Linked DNA regions of Sus scrofa: region 2 is linked to region 1. A link is a contact called in public HiChIP or PLAC-seq data. All regions are on one chromosome and are shown on one strand. The core of a region is the stretch at or near the end of the contact, and the rest is flanking DNA. Distances in the headings are between cores, read along the strand shown.

Region 1 (4,833 bases), core at 1,083-3,582:
CTCTGCTGTTTACTGATTATGTCAACTTGGGCAAGTTATGGAACGTCTCAGAGTTTCCGTAGTCTTCTTTGTAAAATGAGAATATCAAAATCTCCTGCACAGACTCATGGGAAGAGCAAATGAGACCGTGTATGTGAACTCCCCAGCCTGATGCCTGGGAACCGGGACGTGCTCAGTGAATGGGAATTCCTATCCCTAATTAAGTCAGGATGGTACAAACCACAGCATATGGCAAAGTGCATCTTGGACATCAGCAGGAGCATTTATAAAGGTCTTAGAAGGCACAGCCTCACCTACAAACAGTGACCTAGTGTCCATTTTCCTAACAGCCATGATTTCCCAGAAATTCTAATATGTCCACATCTGAACCATGTCACCTAAATCGAATCCAGCGCTGGCCCCTTTGTCAGGTCATGGCCTTCAGGCTGGGGCTCCTGTTATTCTCTTTCCTTTCTCAGACCTGTTCTTACATCACAGGTACACTCCCTCCCTGAAGGTGTGGATGAATGAAGTGAGAGATTTCAGAAATACCCCCTCTTCAAAACAGGCCACAAGCACCCTTGCGAGGACCAGGTGATGGACAAGTGCGGATATTGTACTACGAAGGCAGCCCTTGGTGCGGATGCCACACGCAGGAGTGTGGGGACCTGGCCAAGGGGCAGACACCCCCGGGATGACAGCCACCTGGCCCAGGGCTGCTGGGAGGGGCCTTGCAGGGTAGGAGGTCCCCGGTGAGTGAGTGGATGGCAGAGGCAGATTTGTAGGGAGCTGGTGAGAATGAAGATGAGAGAGAAAAATGGGGTCAGGACTATAATAAAGTAGGCAGAGCTGAAAAGGAGCACTAAATGAAGATAAAGCCAGTGGTGAATTGGGGCCCCATCTTCAGGCCTGGGGAACTGAAGAGAGGCTGGATCCTAGATGGAGGTGGGACAGTAAAAAGGGAAGCAGCAACATGAGAGAAGGCTGGGGAATCCTATAGGAATCTTTCCAAGCGTGGAGGTGGGAAAGGCTGTGGACCAGAAGAAAAGGTCAGGCGATGCTTGTTCACTGCTTCTAAAGAGGGTCAACTTCGCATCAAAGACCAGTGTGATGTGTATCTGTCCACTTCAACCACCTGGCAAACAAGCTCCCTCCTACTGAGGTCAGACCAAGCCTGCATGTGCATGGGCCAGTAGAGGTAGGGTCCAGGAGGGATGCTCTCCTGGGGGGAGCAAGATGGCCACAGTTGGGAGCCCAGAGGCAGGGTTTCCTGAGGAGAAACTTTACTCTCCCGGCAGTAGTCACAGAAAGAAGTCTGGAGATCAGCAGGAATCCCTGAGGAAGAAGGTCAGTCAGTCATTCAACAAACATTCCCTCAGCACCTTGTGTGTCTTAAGAAAGATGCAGACTTATACAGGGACAAGAAAACAGAGGACTTGCCATTCCTCTGGGAGCAAGAGAAGAATGTTAATTTAAGTAGTTCAGTGTAGACAGATCAACTTCCAGCTTAGGCAAATGCTATAGAACTTGGCTAGACACCTGGAGAGTAAAGTCAGGGCTCCTGAACCAAATGGTGTCCAGTTCTCCCACGTCCATCCATGGCCTCCAATTTCTAGAGTTTATATACTATACCCAGAGACCCTTCTGCACCAGCTCAGAAGATGCTCAGAGATGCTCTGAGGGAGAAGACAGGCCTTGGTGAGAACAACCACAGGCCTGGGATCTGTTCCCAGCTCCTGTAGCCATGGCAGGACCAGAGCGAGGCATTCCCACCTACCTGTGCCATGACACAGAACCTGGGACAGGAGCATAGAGGGGCTCTGATGAAAGCCAAGGAATCAAGTTACCATGGCAACATGTTGTGGCCAGGACAAAGACCCTGAGATGACCTGGAGGAACCTCAGCATCCCAAGAGGCCAGAGTCCTTGGCTAGTGAAATAGGAACCCCAAGTCAAACTTGGCCTGACTCCCCAGGGGTGGGCCTGCAAGAGCCTCCCAATCCCCTCCTCTGTGCCTGCACCCTAGACCCCAATTAGTTCTTCACTATCTGACACAGGCATCCCAACCAACAGGGGAGGTAACTTTGGGAGGGACACCTGTGGAGCAGAGGGAAAAAGGGGAACATGGCCTCGCCTCCCACAGACCGGGTCAGCAGGGGGGCACCAGATGTTGAAACCCACTGCTCACACATCTGCTGATTGTGCTACGTCAGTGTCATGAAACCCCCACTCCTCCCAATCCCACCCCATTCCTAACCTCCGGTCCAGCGACTCAGGCTCTCAGCAAAGGCCTGAGCTGATGTGGAGGAGGCCCAGGGGAGGGCTGGGTTACTAATGCCGCCCAGCCGGCTGCCAGCACAAGCTGGCGTGAGGACAGGCACATTCTTCTCTGACAAGCAGCAATGAATGGTCACCGTGCTGCCTGGGCTGCAGGCCGACACCGGAGAGCCGGTTGACCTTGGACTGCACGATCCTTATCTTGAGGCTATAGCAGCAGCAACAGGAATAGGGGCTCAGGGAGGGTTGAAGCCCAATCAAAGAAGCTGCCGTCCCAGGGCCGGCCACTCCATGTGCTCCTTTGTTGCAGCCCTGCTCTCTTGTTTGAGCATGAAAAGTGCACAGACAGGAAGCAGGGGCCAGGGAGCCAGCAGGACAAAAAAGCAGGTGTCCAAACCAGGCAGAGAAGTAATGGAGGGAATTGCCAAACCGACTTCAGGCCAAGTGCTCTTTACACATTTAAAAACTTATTCCTCTGAACAGCCCTTTTATTATTTATTTATTTGTGTTTCATCTTTTTAGGGCCTCACTCGTGGCATATGGAGGTTCCCAGGCTAGGGGTCGAATGGGAGCTATAGCTGCCAGCAGATGTCACAGACACAGCAACACCAGATCCAAGCTGAGTCTATGACCTACACTGCAGCTCATGGCCACCCTGGGTCCTTAATCCACTGAGCGAGGCCAGGGATCAAACCCATGTCCTCATGGATACTAGTTAGGTTCGTTAACCACTGAGCCACGACAGGAACTCCTGAACAGCCCTTGTAGACAGAAATTCTTATTCCCATTCTCCAGATGAGAAGACCGAGGTACAGAGAAGGCAAGCAGTTTAGTCACAGTCTTGAGTTAGAGACGGGCCCAAGCCGAGATTGAACTTGAGTCTTCTGAAGTGCAGTAGAGCTTTCCCCCACACCGTGACAACGGGGTGGCAGTGTGACGTTCACAAGGGAAAGTGCCTGTGTCCCACTAGGACAAGAAGCCCCCATCTTGCCTCCGAGTGATGTGTGACCCGCAGCAAAGGCGGCAGGGATAAATGAGAGATGTGGAAGGTAAAGACTCAGCTTGTCTCTTAGTGGAAAAAGCCCACCCTAACACCTGGCTGAGGCTCTAAGCATTGCCCCCAGCCCAGCTCTGCAGAATCACTTCTGCCTGAATTTGTCCGTGTGGGCTCCCACACCCAACACACACGCACCACCAAGGAGAAGGAAGTGGGGGGGTGGGGGGTGGTTGGTCCTTGCTCAGTCTCTGGCAGGATGACATCTGTTCCCCCTGATGCTGCCAGCCCAGGTCACAAAGGGAAAGACAGGACCTCACAGCCAGGAGATACATACATTAATGATGACACCTTTGTCAAGCAAGCTCTGCTTCTTGGCGGTCATGACAAAATAGTGGGTGCAGTCCTTGTAGTAAACAATGTTCTCAAGATCAATTCCTGAAAAGAGAAGGTGGATGGGCTCAGTATTACTTCTTCGGTGCCTTCTGTGTGTCAAGAGCTCTGCTTTGCCTCGATAAAAGTCTCATTACTTACCTGCAGCATATTCATGTTTATCAGACATACTGGTGGGGCAAAGATAAAACCTCACCCAAGTCAACATAGCTAGCTTTCACAGTCCCACAAAGTTACGATTCCTTTTCTTTTTTCTTTCCTTTTTTTTTTTTTGGTCTTTTTAGGGCCACACCTGAGGCATATGGAAGTTTCCAGGCTAGAGGTGGAATCAGAGCTGTGGAACTGGCCTACACTACAGCCACAGCAACGTCAGATCCAAGCCAATTCTGCAAGCTACACCACGGCTCACAGCAACGCTGGGTTCTTAACCCACTGAGCGAGGCCGGGGATTGAACCTGTGTCCTCATGGATGCTCGTCAGATTGGTTTCCGCTGAGCCAGGACAGGAACTCCCTACTCCTTTTCTTTTTAAAGGGAGATATAATATTGTGTAAGTTTAAGGTGTACAACATGTTGATTTGATACATAAGTGTATTGCAATATGATTAAGCCACTATTTCTTTTAAAAGTCATAAGGCCCTTCAGGGCTGTGGACCAGTATTTCGAGTCAGAGTTGAGTACATGCTGCAAGGAGGCACAGTGCTGTCTGTGGCATAGCAGCTAAGTGGCGACAGAATTAGGATCTGAACCTCAGCCTGTCGGATTCCAAGTCCCATTCACAGTGGCTTCGATGTGGCCAGAGATGCAAAAGAGCTGTGGGACTTCTCCAAAGACTGCTAAAGCATTTTTCTACCATCTTCCTGCTGTGTGCGAAAACCCACATACCCTGGTAGGAACAACTCAATTAGAGGACTGGGTTATATCTTTTTGGGCTTTTCACCAATTGCAAAACACTTTATAGACTAGGTTTCTGCATTTAAAGCAATGCTGTAGATGAGAGCTAAGGCAGTATTTCTCAAAGTCGGATCCCCAGCCAGCAGCAGAAGCATTACTGGAGAACTTCCTAGAAATGCAAATGATGGGGTCCTAGGAGTTCCCATCGTAGCTCAGTGGTTAATGAACCCTACTAGTATCCATGAGGATGCAGGTTCCATCCCTGGCCTTGCTCAGTGGGTTAAGGATCCAGCATTGC
Region 2 (4,833 bases), core at 1,578-4,077, 150 kb after region 1:
CCTGGTATTGGCAAAACACTTAAATGGCATTGACTTTATTCATTCACTTTTTAAATTAGACAGTTGCATTTCCTCATTCCCATGCAGAAGAGCCCTTAGAAAAATGAAGACGAGAAAAGCCAGCTAACACCTCCAGGCTGGGCACCTCCCCACCTCCTGGCCCTTGGCAGGCAGGGATCACTGTGCAGTCTCTGCTTTCTTTCCTGCAGAGCTCATAGGAGTTTACAGTACTCAGTGGGGCTCTGCAGGTCTTCCTCTCCGGTTGCTCAGTGTCTGCCAACCTCGTGTGATTAACATAAAAGCCAGGGAGGATGGACAGAAAGTAGTGCTGCAGGGAAGAAGGGACCATGTAAACCAAAAATGTCTGTCTAATGATCTTTGCCATCACAATGCTGATCAACTGTGGCAGGTTTTATTTCTGCAGATGGTCCCAACTGTATCTCCCATCCTACATGCTCTTTTGAAATGTGATCTTGCTGTTTCCCCATCAAGAGGTCACATCTACATCTTTACCTTCTTGAATATGGGAGGACTCCTTGGACCAATAAAATATAGAGGAAGTGATGCTGTACCAGTGTTGGCATAGCCCTTGGCTGGCTTGGCCACTTCTTCTTCCAGCCGCTGGGAACCCAGAGGGCATGTTGTGAGAAGCCCACGCCAGGCAGAGAGGTCATGTAGAGTCAATAGCTCCAGCTGAGCCCCCAGATGACAGCCAGCATCAAGTGCCAGCCATCCACGTGAGCCATCAGACACCCAGTCTAGTCAAACCTTTAGATGACTGCAGCCCCAGCTGACCTCTGACTGTAACCATATGAAAGACCCCCCCAAGTGGGAATCATCTGCTGAGACTAGTTAAGGCATAGACCCATGGAACTCATTATTGGCATATAATAAATTGTTTTCAGCTGCTAAGTTTTGGGGTGCTTTGCTCCTTAGTAATAGATTGCTGGAACAGAAATAGACCACCCAAAAATGTGTGCCTTAAAGCAACCACCGTTTATTATTTCTCATAAGTCTAGGGGCTCATGTGTCTTCAGGCAGTTGGCTGGGGGCTGGCTGCTCTGTTGCAGCCTCAGCTGAGACACGTCAGTTCTGTACTATGTGACGTGTCAGAGGCTCATTCTGGTCTTGGGCCTGTAGCAGGGGTTAAGTAGACGATACAAGCCTTCTTAAGACCTAAGCTTATTGACACTACTGCAGCATAGCTTGCAGTTAAGGCTTGGATGCAATCCCTGGCCCAGGAACTTCCACATGCTGTGGGTGTGGCCATAAGATTAAAAAAAAAAAAAAAAAAAAGACCTAAGCTTGAAGCTGACATGCTATCACTTCCGCTAAACATTGTTCAAAGCAAATTTCAAAGCTAGTGCTTGTTCAAAGAATGGGGAAATCCATTCCACCTCTTGATGGGAGGAGCCACAAAGTCACATTGCAGAGGGTGTAGCTCCTGGGTGGATGGTGATTATGGCTGTTTTGCTGTCAGCACATCCCCATATTCAGTGAGGATATTAAGAAGTTTGCTGGGGAGTTCCCATCGTGGCTCAGTAGTTAACAAATCTGACTAGCATTCATGAGGACGCAGGTTTGATCCCTGGCCCTGCTCAGTGGGTTAAGGATCCAGCATTGCCGTGAGGTGTGATGCAGGTCACAGACACAGCACAGATCTGGCATTGCTGTGGCTGTGGTGTACGCCAGCAGCTACAGCTCCAAGACCCCTAGCCTGGGAATCTCCATATGCCATGAGTGCAGCCATAAAAAGCAAAAAAAAAAAAAAAAAAAAAGTTTGCTGGGGGTTGTAAAATATACATTCCTCCTTTGTTAGTTAACTCTCCATCACTCAATATTACTTTTCATTCTTTTAACTTACTAGCCTCTACACGGAGGTAAGGAGAAAAGGGACACAAGGAGTAGCTTCAGGGTAGCCAGCCTCCTACCCCTTGTCAAGGGCTCTAGTCTTGTGGTTTTCAACTGTGCTTTGTGAAGCCCGAGGCTTCTGTGGTGGCCTCTCAGCAGCTACGAAAGGAGTAAATGTGTGTAAGTGTGAGGTCCCCACCTCAACCAGGGCAGCTCTGCTCCAGCTTATGACATTTCTTTGGAGAAATGTTATGCAGCTTTGAAAGAAGGAATAGAAAAAATATTTGAGGTTCACTGAATGACCAACCTCTCCATCTTACAGAAAAGCAAAGGGTCTTAATGACATTGAATGTCTAGGCCAAGTAACCTAGCAAATGAGTGTCTTGGTTGGTAATAGAACCCCAGTCTGCTGACCCATCATTCACTCCAAAGCTAGATGGCCTACGTTTTTCTCCCCTCGCCTCACTGGGCTCAAGATGGAAAGGGATTGCTGTGGCCTAACAGATAGAGGAGAAACTGAGGCAAACAGAAGGAATACTCCTGACAGTTTTTCAATTCTCAGCTTCCCCAACAAGAGAGACCATTCATTGTCCTTGAGCTCTGAGTCTCAGTGACCCTCATTACACACACATGCCATTACGTGATCCCTACAAAGCTTGATCCCCAGAACCACAGACCACTCAGGGTATCATACTGGTGGGCAGGGAGGGCTGGCTTGTCAGCCCCAGGGCTGAGCAGGGCACACTTGGTAGAGTGACTCCTATGAGGGCAGACAGAGCTCCATCTGGGAGAAAAGCTCATTTCCCAGGAGAAGTCTTGGCCTTGCTTGGAGCCTGCGATCTCCTTGTTCTCCTCCCAGTGTGTTAATTCCATTTCTTCTTAAGTTAGATTTTTTAGGACACGGGCTATTTATAGCTCCTCCTAAGCCCTTTCCAGTCTGTTTCCTGTTCAAGTACTGCATTAGTCACAGACAGTGTCTCAGGCAATCTCCGAGTCCCCGCCTGATGTCAGCAACAGGGAACAGGGATGCTGGTCAGACTCAGGGTGGTCCCCATGGGGAGGGGGCAGGCAGGACCCTGGGCAAGGAAGCTGAGGGAACATCTCTTGTCCCTCATTCTCTGTGGCATGAAGCTCTGCATCCCTATGGCTTCCTGGAGTTTACTTAGCCCTAAAGACGCAGAAACCCTGCAGAGGCACCTCCATTTGGCTACATATTTTTGCCATTACTTGATGACCTATTTGCATGCAGCTCCTTGCAGAGAATTTCCTCCCAAGCCATATACGGTGATTTCATTGCACCACAAACTGAAGCTTCTATTTGCAGTCAGTAATAGAGGCTCCTTCCTGACTTCCTCGTGCCTGTTCCTATCTCCCTTTTTTTTTTTTTTTTTTTTTTTTTTCTAAAACTGTAGGCTTCTTAGGCTGCTCTGAGCTTCCTCCAAGCTCTGGTCTCAGCAAGTGTTTGGTCCCAGGAACTTAGCAGCTGCCTCTGTAGGGAAGGCCCCTGATCTGAGCTGAGCTTTTGTATCCACAGGCTAAGGAACAGTGACCTCTGAGGCCAAGGGGAGGAAGAGGGGACTTCAGGCAAGAGAGTGGGCAAAAGGGATAGCAACCAAGATCAGCCTCTGTAAATCCCTAGTGAAGGAGCTGAGTACAGCATTTCTGACTCTGCCTTGCTGGGGACAAAGGAAGAAAAGGAGGCGCTTCCATTTGCATAGCAAGTCATCAGATGACCAGCATCCCAGAGACTGGGGTCTTTCCAACTGGAGCCTCACCACTCCCCAGGTGCCAAACGAGGGGGCCCTATGTGCCTCGACCAAAGCTGCCAGGTTTCACCAGTGACTCACTCTAGGCTCTCCTCAGGGGCAGAGGCCTGCTCAGTCCCAGCTTCAGCATTGCCCATCTCCGGGAGCAATGGACCCTATCAATGAGCACCTGCTTTATTTATGCCAGGCTGATTTTACGGTTATTATGGTTATTGTCATCATGTTATTGGCTTTATTTATGCTGAATGCTATGGAGATAAACATTCCAAATGCTCAGAAAGGATCTTGATGAGAAGGTATATAAGCCAGACAAGACCCTCCTGTCTCACTCACAGAGCTGGTATGCACACCAGTCACCTGAGCAGAGGAAGTGGAGGAGGAGAAGGAGGAAATCAGACATGAGCTGTGCATACCAGGCGCCAGCCTGAGCCAGGCATATCAGAGCTATTCCTCAGCTATGTCGGCAATCTGGCACAACGATTTTGATTTCCGGTTGGTTTCCATCCTAGGAAATTCATTACAGACTCTCTCCCACAGAGCACACTCAATTACATCCTTGGGATGCAAGGGCCCAGAAGACCCAATCAGGGACGGCTGAGTCAGGCTTAGTCAAGGATGAGACTCCTCCTGCCAGTGCCGGTGGCCTTGGGACTGATGCCCAGGAGCAGGGCAGGGATGTAAGGACCAAGCAGAGATGGCTCTCCTTGAGGACCACTTTCAAAGCAGAGAGCTTCCAAGGGCGAGATCCTTATCTAAGCTCCTCTTAAAACAAGGCCCTCTCCCTCTTTCATTTTTTTAATTATGAAAATTAAAGTACATTGCAGAAAAGTGCATAGAACCTTAGATATTCTAACCATGAAGCAAATGTCCATGTACTCACCACTCGAAATGAAACATTGCCGTCATTCTTACATCCTTTGCGTATCCCTCTCTGATCACACTCTCCATCTTCCCTAGGCTCTGGTGGCATTTACTTCCTTTTCTTGTAGTTTTACTGCTTAAGTTTGCATGCCTAAGGAAAACAGTTTCATTTTGTCTCTTTTTAACTTTATATGCATAGAATCACATTGGGGGGTTGTGCTGGGTTTCCTTTGCTCAGTTGTGTTTATGAGAGTCACCTACTGTGTGTGCAGCAGTAGTGCCTTCATTTTCGTGGCTGCATAGTATTCCACCACATGGGTATGTCATATTTATATAACCATACTAGTGTGGGTGA

Evidence for each region. HiChIP or PLAC-seq counts read pairs in DNA pulled down with a chosen protein or histone mark.
Region 2: a contact with region 1 is called in an H3K27ac HiChIP or PLAC-seq map of skeletal muscle. The contact joins two enhancer-like sites. A contact is called at or near these places in 2 of 2 datasets of contacts at active chromatin or transcription factors (alveolar macrophages and skeletal muscle).

Annotation. Positions count from the first base shown.
Region 1 is chr2:47,178,844-47,183,676 of Sscrofa11.1, forward strand. It overlaps MICAL2 (F-actin-methionine sulfoxide oxidase MICAL2), which reads right to left. Exons shown (of 38, transcript XM_021083313.1): 9 at 3,587-3,687. Among named protein-coding and RNA genes, the nearest start is that of MICAL2, 120 kb to the right of the region's middle. Within about 2 kb of position 2,333, at least 18 of the 83 cell types and tissues checked have an H3K27ac peak or open chromatin away from gene starts, as enhancers often do. A contact at or near this core is called in skeletal muscle, where this site is marked.
Region 2 is chr2:47,323,569-47,328,401 of Sscrofa11.1, forward strand. All of the region lies in intron 2 of LOC102160616 (a long non-coding RNA gene), which reads left to right. Among named protein-coding and RNA genes, the nearest start is that of MICAL2, 24 kb to the left of the region's middle. Within about 2 kb of position 2,828, at least 37 of the 83 cell types and tissues checked have an H3K27ac peak or open chromatin away from gene starts, as enhancers often do. A contact at or near this core is called in skeletal muscle, where this site is marked.